2 separate regions of the Zea mays genome follow, and region 2 is linked to region 1. A link is a contact called in public Hi-C data. All regions are on one chromosome and are shown on one strand. The core of a region is the stretch at or near the end of the contact, and the rest is flanking DNA. Distances in the headings are between cores, read along the strand shown. Region 1 holds the start of LOC100281173 (cytokinin-O-glucosyltransferase 3). Region 2 holds the start of LOC100285420.

Region 1 (5,316 bases), core at 1,015-3,514:
TCCCGACCATCCTCTAGTTCTCAGTCATCCAAATCAGTCAGTCCCCCATTGGGCAAGATCATAGCAATTGTTGCTGCTGTCATTGGAGGGATTTCACTTATTCTTATTGCAATAATTGTGCACCATATCAGAAAACCAATGGAGACAGTGGCCCCTTTGCAAGATAAGCAACCTTTTCCAGCTTGTTCTAATGTGCATGTTTCTGCTAAGGATGCATATACATTTCAGGAATTGCTCACCGCCACAAATAACTTTGACGAGAGTTGTGTGATCGGAAGGGGTGCATGTGGGACGGTGTACAGAGCCATCCTGAAGGCTGGACAGACAATTGCAGTCAAGAAACTTGCTTCTAACAGGGAAGGGAGCAACACTGACAACAGCTTTCGTGCAGAGATCATGACTCTTGGAAAGATAAGACATCGTAATATTGTGAAGCTTTACGGTTTTGTATACCACCAGGGTTCCAACCTTCTACTCTACGAATACATGTCAAGAGGTAGTCTTGGTGAGCTACTTCATGGACAATCATCCTCTTCACTTGATTGGGAGACACGCTTCCTGATAGCACTTGGTGCGGCTGAAGGGCTTTCATACCTACATCACGACTGCAAGCCTCGTATCATCCACCGTGATATCAAATCTAATAACATTTTACTTGATGAAAACTTTGAAGCCCATGTTGGTGATTTTGGGTTAGCAAAGGTGATTGACATGCCATACTCGAAGTCAATGTCTGCAATTGCAGGTTCATACGGCTATATAGCACCAGGTGAGTCTGAGTTTACTTGACATCCGGTTCTTTGAACTTTCTGTTGCATGTTCACTACTGATCTGTGTATTGTGCTCTTTACTTGAAGCTATCGGTCAAACTTAGTGCTACTAGGTGTGGGTGTTGCCATATATATTTTACACAGGACAATGTCTAAATTTATGTAGTGTTTTGTTTGCTGGTAGAGTTATTCTTCATTGGGCGTTACTTTGCAATAAATATTATTATAATGTTGGTTTTCCCACAAAAAATGGCAGCAAGGAAACTTTAAGCTTATGCTGACATCTGGATTTTATATTAATAAAACCAACTAGGCAACTTTTCCTCGAACCATTGTGGTGATATATTGCTGTGGGGGTTTCCATATCTTGGTGATTTTCAATGTTTAAAGACTTGATATCTTGAAATGTGAGCTGAATATTATTCATATATCTACTTGATATCCCACCCTTGTGCCAGAAGCTCACAGACATCCATTTGCTGGTTAAGTCCTTTCGGTTTTGTGCTAGTAAACTACAAGCTGATGCCTACTGTGAAGTACTAACCTAGTCCTCTTGTTTTGACCAGAATATGCTTATACCATGAAGGTTACTGAGAAATGTGATATATATAGTTATGGCGTCGTGCTGCTGGAGCTGCTAACTGGGCGTGCCCCTGTGCAACCCTTGGAACTAGGAGGCGATCTGGTAACATGGGTAAAGAACTACATCAAGGACAATTGTTTGGGTCCAGGGATCCTCGATAAAAAAATGGATTTACAAGATCAAAGTGTTGTCGATCATATGATCGAGGTCATGAAAATTGCTTTGGTATGTACTAGCTTGACTCCGTACGAGAGACCACCAATGCGGCATGTTGTAGTCATGTTAAGCGAGTCTAAAGATAGGACGAGGGTCAGCTCTGCATCCTCGCCTGCCTCTGATGATTCTTCAAAGAAGGATGACTCATAATGTATTTATAATATGTTCGATTAGCCAAAGGTAATACACATTTTTTTACTGACTTTTCCTAGTATTGATAGTAATTAGTAGGGTTCTTGTAATCTGCATTCATTATTTGTGTCAGCATTTCGTAGGGAGAAATATGATAGTGGTTCATAGTTTCGTAGTGTCATTGTATGCCGTTGTCTCAGAAAGGTTTCAGACTAGCATGAAGCATTTGAGGCACGTGACGGTCTTACTGATGCCGTTGTCTCTCAGAAAGGCTTCCTCTTCTCTGCAGATGTTCATTGTTCAGTTAATTCTATATGCGTCGGTGCATTCTTACTCGAGTTACAAGTACACTAGGAACACCTGTCAGGTAGCCAATTCTGTAATATTCTCCAACATGAACTGCAGTGCAGATCATATGTAATCATCGATCATATGCAATCGCTCTTTGTAGCTGTTAACCTGTAGCCTCTGATCGTTGTTGCTGAGTCGTCTTTCTCTTCCCCTTGGCATGTCCGTACCAAAAAATAAGTTATGAAACCACGAAGTCGCGCCCACCAACGGACGCTGCCTCTAAAAAAGCAGATCAGCGCGTTGTCGCAGCGTCGGAGCACAAGCGACATCGCTCCCCGGGGGCCGTCGGCCGGCGACCGGCGACTTCCGCAGTAGAACCAACTCCACCCACCCATCCACTTGGCCAGCAGCTTCTTGCCTGCATCAATTGCCATGGCGGCGGTGGAAGCGAAGAGGAGCCCACACTTTGTTCTCTTTCCCTTCCTGGCTCACGGCCACGTCCCTGTCTTCCTCCGCCTGGCTGGCCTCCTCCGCGCGCTCCGCCCAGGGCTCGAGGTCACGCTCGTCTCCACCCCGCGGCTCCTGGGCTCCCTCACGCTCCCGCCTGCCTCCCCACCCGTGCGCCTCCACGCGCTCCCGTTCGTCCCCGCCGACCACGGCCTGCCCCCAGGCGCTGACTCCCTCGCCGATGTCCAGATCCACCAGTTCATCACCTTCTTCACGGCCTCCGAGTCGCTCCGCCCTGCGTTCGAGAAGTTCGTCTCCGGCATCGGTTCCCCAGTCTGCATCGTCGCCGATGCCTTCTTCGGGTGGACGGCCGAAGTCGCGCGCGCGCGGGGCGCGTCCCACGCGGTGTTCCTTCCCGGCGGCGCGTTCGGCAACGCCGTGTTCTTCTCCGTGTGGGAGCACCTCCCGCACGCCCTTACGGCCGCCGACGAGTTCCCGCTGCCGGATTTCCCAGACGTCGTTCTCCACCGCACGCAGATCCCGAGGTTCATCCTCTCTGCCACGGGGGCGGACCCCTGGACGGCCTTCTTCCGGCGCGTCATCGCCTCCTGCCGCAAGACCGACGCTCTCCTTGTCAACACCGTCCGGGAACTGGAACCCTCCGGCCTCGACATGCTCCGGAGAAGCTTCGGCGTCCAGCCATGGCCAATCGGGCCAGTCCTCGCAGAGCCGACGGCCCCGTCGTCAGACTCGCGGGACGACGCCAGCATCATCCGGTGGCTGGACACGCACCCGCCGCGCTCGGTGCTGTACATATCATTCGGATCGCAGAACAGCATCAGCGCGGATCAGATGATGGAGCTCGCGCTGGGGCTGGAGGCGAGCGGTCGCCCCTTCCTCTGGGCGCTCCGCCCGCCGCTGGGGTTCGACGCGAAGGACGTGTTCAGGCCCGAGTGGCTCCCGGCTGGCTTCGAGGAGCGAACGGCGAGGGCGAATGTGGGACTGCTGGCGCGCGGGTGGGCGCCGCAGATGCGGATCCTGTCGCACCCGTCCACCGGCGCGTTCCTGAGCCACTGCGGGTGGAACTCCGTCCTCGAGAGCCTGTCCCGCGGCGTGCCGCTGATCGGGTGGCCGTTGGGCGCCGAGCAGTTCTTCAACGCAAATCTCGCGGTCGAGTGGGGCGTCTGCGTGGAGCTGGCGCGCGGGAACCTGGAGAGCTCCGCGGTGGAGAGCAGGGCGGTGGTCGAGGCCGAGCGGACGGTGATGGGGGACACGGCGAAGGGTGATGAGATGAGGAGGGTGGTGGCGGCGATCGCACGCACCATGGAGGCCGCGTGGGAAGCGCCTGGCGGGTCGGCGGCGGAGAGCCTGGAAGGGTTCCTGCGATGCGTTGAACCCTGAGATGCCCCGCTTTGAGATGGTTGCGCGAGGAATCTGCAACTAAGTACGCGCGCGGGAAATCTGTGTTAAGAATTCCTCAACTACAAAGGACGACGGATTGATGGGATTACGGCTCCTGTTGCATTGTAACAGAAACGGATTTGTTTGGTTCATTAACGTGTAGCCTGCAGGATTGGATAGCGCTTCTGGGTAGAGATAACGAGCAGACAGTGGTGCAAACGTTTACGGGCATAAAAAACGGTGAACCAAACAACACCTTAAAATTTGTCATGAAAACTTCAGATATATTTGGTTTGCGACTAACTACGCTAAAATATGATAAGTTAGACAGCGAACCAAATATGTCTTTTATATGAAGATAGTATCTATAAAGACCAACGAAGAAATGTCTCGCTCCTAAATATATTGGCTTGTGTGTTGTTATATGTTGGAAGGGGAAGCCATAATTTATTATAGCTTGTACCACTATAAACACACACTTCTGTCAGTCTAGTTAATTTTTATTGACTTTTAGTGTAGTCGACAGAAATTAACTAATATACGTTTGTAATTGCTCGGCCGAAGGAAATATGGTCAACTTTTTTTAGTTTTGTTAGTAGGTAGTCCATGGAAATTAGTTAATTTTCGGCACACTTAACAGGTCGGCGTGCCGTGTCTGGACTACAACCGCGACACGTGGCCCAACCCGACACGATCCGATTATCTAGACAGACCTAAACGGGCTGTCGTAGCGGGCCCATGCATGGATGGGTCGGTCATCCGTTTGGTCATGTATAGTCATACCCCTTTTATAGTACCTCCAAAAAGATTCTATCACTATTGTATGTGTCCAATAACTTCTTTGCACTTAAAACTAGTTGATGCTTAACTTTCTCACTCATCCTTTGAAAAATGGTAATTGAATTCCATCAATAGGGGCACATAATCCCAAATAATATTCATTGTCTTGACCTAACTCACTAAAACTCATCTAGGGGCCTGTCGGTACCTTGAAACAGGGGTACCCCTTGTTACAAGGTAAAGACACTGTGCGGACGGGAAAGTCTCTAGTTGCGCGGTAAGCGGCTCACCGTCGCGCAACATAAACCGCCTTGGAGTCGCCACGTGGCCAAGGGAAAGGACGTGCCCCGGATACACACAATGGGTCCAGACCTGCTACGTGGGAAGCACCGGATCCCGTGCATGACGGGCGGACCTCCAAGAAAGATCCCAGACCCTTCCGAGTGGGGTCCGGACAGATCACCACCGGGTCCCGGGATTCTGGGGCAGGGAATACCCGGACCCTGCTCTGGAAGGGGTCCGGCGATGGCACATGTCCGGGGCTTGTGAAAAGGAAATGTGCCCTTGGGCCATTTCTAAAGTGTTTTGGTGATTAAGTGTCCAACACCTATTCTCTAAGTGTTAATTAGTGCCAAAGATTGAAGAAGTGCAAATCATATAACAAGGTACGTTTCTAGACTTAGTACATTGATTTGG
Region 2 (5,316 bases), core at 1,608-4,107, 340 kb after region 1:
TAAGAAATTCACTTCCAAGAAATTAGAACTGAAATATTCATCCAGGACATGCGGAACCGAAAAATTCGATTTTTGTTCTTTTGTTTTTGTTTCGTTTCTAACCGAATAGACCGAAGTTTAACAAAAAACATAATTTTATAGTTTAGCAAAAGTGATAGGATGGAGGGTTGGGGTTGGGGATGAATTGACTTGGAGGGGTTGTGTGCTTATATACTTAGGATCTAGGAAAGTTATATTGAGATATGTCTAAAATTCTATCCCTCTATTGGACTTCAAAAATATTTTGTTTTTTCGTTAATTTTACGAGATCTAGAACCGGAATTACCTTGTTTATTTCGGTTTTCTAAAATATGAAACCGAAATTACTAACAGTTAATTTGGTTTCAGATAATTCGTTAACTCGTTTTTTTTGTTTCGGTTAATTCAGTTTCAATTTATTTTGCCCATACCTACTCTTTTCTTTAATGTTTCTACTACATTAGCAAACCTGTCTGTATTACGACATGATATATAATCTATTGTGTGGTTCTTATGCCAATAATAATGAGATGGTTGTTTGTATCGGATTTAGTTAGGCTTGGCCATAATTTAAATCAAATAAATTGTGAAGTCCATAATACATCTTAGTCCAATAAAATATTAATCAGGCATGAAATGAGTTTCAGAAGGTGGAAGCAGGGTTAACCAAACTGTTTTTAGACTATAAATCGGTCTTCAAGATAACACTAAACCGCTTGAAAAGCACCGGTTTTAGAAGAAACCGACCGGTTTACATTACAGGTTCAAATTCAAGAAACAAATTTTTTATTTTCAATGAGAAACCGCGTTTCTCGACCGAGAAAATGGTTTTTGTCGGTTTTCAATTTTGTCAACGGTATTATCAAATTCAAACAAAACAGTTTACAGGATTTCTCGACGAGAAACCACTATTTTTCCCGGTTTTGTTGTTTTAAACCAAAAAATGTTGATTACTTTTAAAAAAACGAAAAGTAAATACGAGGTATACAAGGAAAGCATGTAAATGTTTATAATATATATTTTATTTCTTATACTTTTCATTTTTTGAATTTTGTATGAGTTTTTAAAAAGTTGTAAACCCGTTACCGGCCGGATCCGGAAACAGGAAACCAGACCGATTTTCATAGTTTCCAAGCGGGTTTAATCCCTGGGTGGATGACGAGCCATACGTCCCCTATATGACGTGTAGGGATGAAAACGCTTTCAGAATTTTTCGTAATTCCGGAAACCGTTTTCGATTTTTTCTGATCAGAATCGTCGGTATCGGTATTTCTCAGAATCGATCATCGGAATTTTAGATCGGAATCTGTACAATCATTTACCGACCGCTACTTTGATTACTGTTTTGGGTCGGAATTTACCAAATTCATAATTTGGAATTTACCAAAAATATTAACTAGCCCAGCCCAAATTCCAAATTCACGACTCATGGGCTCATGGGCTCATGGCCCAGTAGGCAGCAGCCCACCATGGGCTGTTTCACCCATCGGCCACCATGGGCTCATGCGTGATCATGCTGCTGGGTTTGGACAAGACTGTGGTCTCGTCACCGTTGTACACCTGTAGCACTGTGTAGAGTAGGTATGCGCATTGAATGTGGGTGTCCCTCATTTGTTTTCGAAAACGCTTTGTCTTTGTCGCCTGAGAAGGGCTCGAGGCGAGGCAGATTTGGCGGTCATAGGACGAGGTAGCCTTGGGCGAGGCGGAGATAGAGGACCTATGGCGTGAGAACCTCAGATGAGGCAGAGACATGGTTCCTTGCTTTCGGAGGACATGGTGGGACAGAGAATCTTCCTAAGCATGCTTTAAGGGTATAATCCGGGTACCCCTAATTATCATATCTGACATAGGTGATACATAAAGTTTACCATACGGAACACAGAGTTGGGTGCAGTCCGGTCCGGTCAGCCCGACCCAAATCAGATTTGTCAAGATTCAGTATAAATGTATAATGCAAGACCACTGTAGAGTCCAATATGCTCGGCTTGTTCCCCAAGCAAAATCGTGCCAACTCGAATCCAACCGTCTTGAGGCCCCCCAACGCGAAAAAGTCTAGCACAGCACGACATACACAGGTGTACATCTGACTCATCCGACCCAAACCTAAAAAGCCCAACACGGTTGAATTTTGGGCCGGTCCGACCCACAGTTATTACGGGCCATGCCGGGTTGACCCATGGGCTTAGCCCTCGGTTTGTGGCCCAGCACGTTACTGGTTAAATGTGCCGGTCTTATTTCGGACGACCTGAAATTGTGAAAAGCGAAATTTAAATTCTGACCCGAAATTCGCATAGAGTCAAAATTCACAACAAAGCCTGAAATTCAAAACACATATAATTTATTAGATATTAACATTTCAAGCTTTATAATAAAAAATAAAGAACATGAAACCAATGGGTGGTTCACACCTCATCTCCATTATTAAATATGCGACTAGCTAAATTAGAGTTAATGATTTTTATGATTAGAAACCGATGACCAAATGAATATGATTATTTTCGTGTCTATAAATAGGCTATTTCGTGCATCGCTAAACGGTTCGTGCGTGTAAGCTGCAACCCGAGCTCAAGCCCGATCCAATACATTATTTCAGGCCAGCGATCGTGCTTTTTTTCCGTCATCGGGGCCAGCATACCATATCCGGCCCAAATGTACACGTCCGCCGTGGCGCCGTAGCCGGTGCAGCGGGCGGACCCCGGTCCTGGAGAACGGCAACATGCCATGCCACCACCACCAAAGGCACCAACGGACCAACCAGACCAGAGCCAGTGCTGGCGCCAGCTGGCGCACGAACGCCCAGCCCACTGTGACTGCCGCCGTGGCGCGAGCAAAACCCTAGGCGCGAGCGCGGGCGCGGGCGCCGCTCCGTTTCCTCTCTCTCCTCCTATTAACCACTCTCCACCCGCTCGCCTCGCCCTCTCGTTGAGAGAGTCGTCCCCTCCGCGTGCTCTCCGCCTGCGGCATCTGTATCCCACAACGAAAAACTACCAAAAAAATTAGAAATCCCCAAATCCGCGAGATCTATCAGTATCGAGCGATTTACCGATCCGATTGCTAGGGTTTAGTTTCGAAAAAGAAACTCTGAAAAAAAATTCTGGTCGAGGGGAGGAGACGATGGCAGCGCAAGTGGCGGCGGTGGTGGTGCCGAATGGGAGCCCGGGCGCTGTCCCCGCGGTGGTGTCGCCGGGAGCGGTCGGCGTCGGACTCGGCGTGGCGCAGCCGCTCCCGACCACGTCGCTCTACGTCGGCGACCTGGAGGGGTCCGTCTCGGACTCGCAGCTGTACGAGCTCTTCAGCCAGGCGGGGCAGGTGGTGTCGGTGCGCGTCTGCAGGGACGTCACCTCGCGCCGCTCGCTCGGATACGCCTACGTCAACTTCAACAACCCCTTGGATGGTATAGTTGCGATCTCCTCGTGGGGCTTCCTTTCTATCTTGTTGATTAAGGGTGGGGGATTCGTCGGCGTGTGGGCATTGTTGAACTGGGGCCTGGGGGTCTGATCAGATTGGACTAGACCTGGGTTTCATATGATACGATAATTCTAATGGCATTTGTAAACTGCATGTTGAAAGTGCTTCCTCAATTGGTACTTTGGTAATGTTGATTGTTGAATGGTTCATTCTAGCATAAGTCGATGTGTTGCTTGGTGCAACGTCCCTGGGATTTATTATAATTTTGGGTATCGGCAAGGATGATTCTCCCTAGATTCATTTGTTTTGAGATAACAAGGGGGGAGGTGGGGATATGGCTAGCAAATAGTTTTTTACATATTTTAGAGCCTTGTGATGGTATACTATTTAGACTCTGGGATTGAAGACAGACTTGCTTAAAGTTCACTTCCAGTTTTGTTTTCTGCATTTTAGGTAATTACGAACCTGGGTGTGTTGTATGCTGGGAAAAATTATGCCTTTCTAATCTGATGGACTTCATTGATCTATACAGCTGGCCTTCAGGGATTTTCTTAACTGATTGTTAGATTACATAGACATAATAATAATGTAATGTAACAGCCATAATCAAACACCTAGGGGCATGTTTGGTTATTGGTTGAGTTCTGGCCTCACTTTCGCCTTCTAGGAATCCTGCAGAAGCACACATTTGGTTCCAGGCAAGCTGTCCTCAGGTTCTGTGCTGATGGAACTTTTTTCTTGACATCGTGGGGTTGTGATTTTGGCTTGCCTGGGTTGGCAAGGCAAGGTTAGCTAGTAAGGTGCAGCTTAGTGGAAAATGGGCCTAAGGGAAGACGATGGGTTAACTTTGCTAGTATATGGTTTACAGAGTTACTTTTAGTTTCAGTGTCTTATCTACTTTTGAAATTTGCTTATAGTACCTAACATTTTACTGTCAAAAAGGCTTGTGAGGGCTGATTCACTATTCCATGTTACAGCTGCAAGGGCATTGGAAGTGCTGAACTTTGCTCCTCTTAACAACAAACCTATCCGGGTGATGTATTCAAACCGTGATCCAAGTAGCCGCAGGAGTGGATCTGCTAACATTTTCATAAAGGTACTTGATCATCTTGCAGGTTCCATAGTTTACATTGTCATCCAAGAATAATCAACTTGGTTTATGACTTATTATTTTATTTTTTCTCCAGAATCTTGACAAGATGATAGACAATAAATCCCTTCATGAGACCTTTTCTTCATTTGGTACCATTCTCTCATGTAAGGTAGCCATGGATGAAGGAGGCCAATCCAAAGGCTTTGGTTTTGTTCAGTATGAAAAAGAAGAAGCAGCACAGAACGCTATAAAAAGTCTTAACGGAATGCTTATAAATGATAAACCTGTTTTTGTTGGACCTTTTCTTCGCAAGCAAGAAAGGGATCACTCTTTTGACAAGACAAAATTTAACAATGTCTTCGTGAAAAACTTGTCTGAGTCTACCACAAAAGAAGATTTACTCAAAATCTTTGGTGAATATGGGAATATTACAAGTGCTGTTGTGATGATTGGCATGGATGGTAAATCAAGGTGCTTTGGTTTCATCAATTTTGAGAATCCAGATGCAGCTTCCCGTGCTGTTCAGGAACTTAATGGTAAGAAGATAAATGACAAAGAGTGGTATGTTGGAAGAGCTCAGAAGAAGTCAGAAAGAGAGATGGAACTAAAAAGGAGATTTGAGCAGATCTTGAAAGATGCTGCTGACAAATATCAAGGACTGAACTTATATCTCAAGAACTTGGATGATAGCATTGGAGATGATCAACTTCGTGAATTGTTCTCAAATTTTGGCAAAATTACTTCATGCAAGGTGATTTGATCAGCTTTTACGCTTTGCAATCATCATTATTTCCCTC

Evidence for each region. Hi-C and Micro-C count contacts between places; a contact is called where the count stands out from the background.
Region 2: a contact with region 1 is called in a Hi-C map of tassel, with 4 times the contacts expected there. The contact joins the promoter of LOC100285420 here to the promoter of LOC100281173 in region 1. A contact is called at or near these places in 2 of 25 Hi-C or Micro-C datasets (ear and tassel) and 1 of 3 datasets of contacts at active chromatin or transcription factors (leaf).

Annotation. Positions count from the first base shown.
Region 1 is chr2:32,156,266-32,161,581 of Zm-B73-REFERENCE-NAM-5.0, forward strand. It overlaps LOC100281173 (cytokinin-O-glucosyltransferase 3), which reads left to right and starts at 2,265. Exons shown (of 1, transcript NM_001154092.2): 1 at 2,265-4,093. The coding sequence starts at 2,425. The coding sequence ends at 3,840. It overlaps LOC112136070, which reads left to right. Exons shown (of 2, transcript NM_001361083.1): 1 at 1-769; 2 at 1,337-2,167. The coding sequence ends at 1,719.
Region 2 is chr2:32,493,897-32,499,212 of Zm-B73-REFERENCE-NAM-5.0, forward strand. LOC100285420 reads left to right here and starts at 2,858. Exons shown (of 9, transcript NM_001158313.3): 1 at 2,858-3,412; 2 at 4,404-4,522; 3 at 4,614-5,270. The coding sequence starts at 3,133.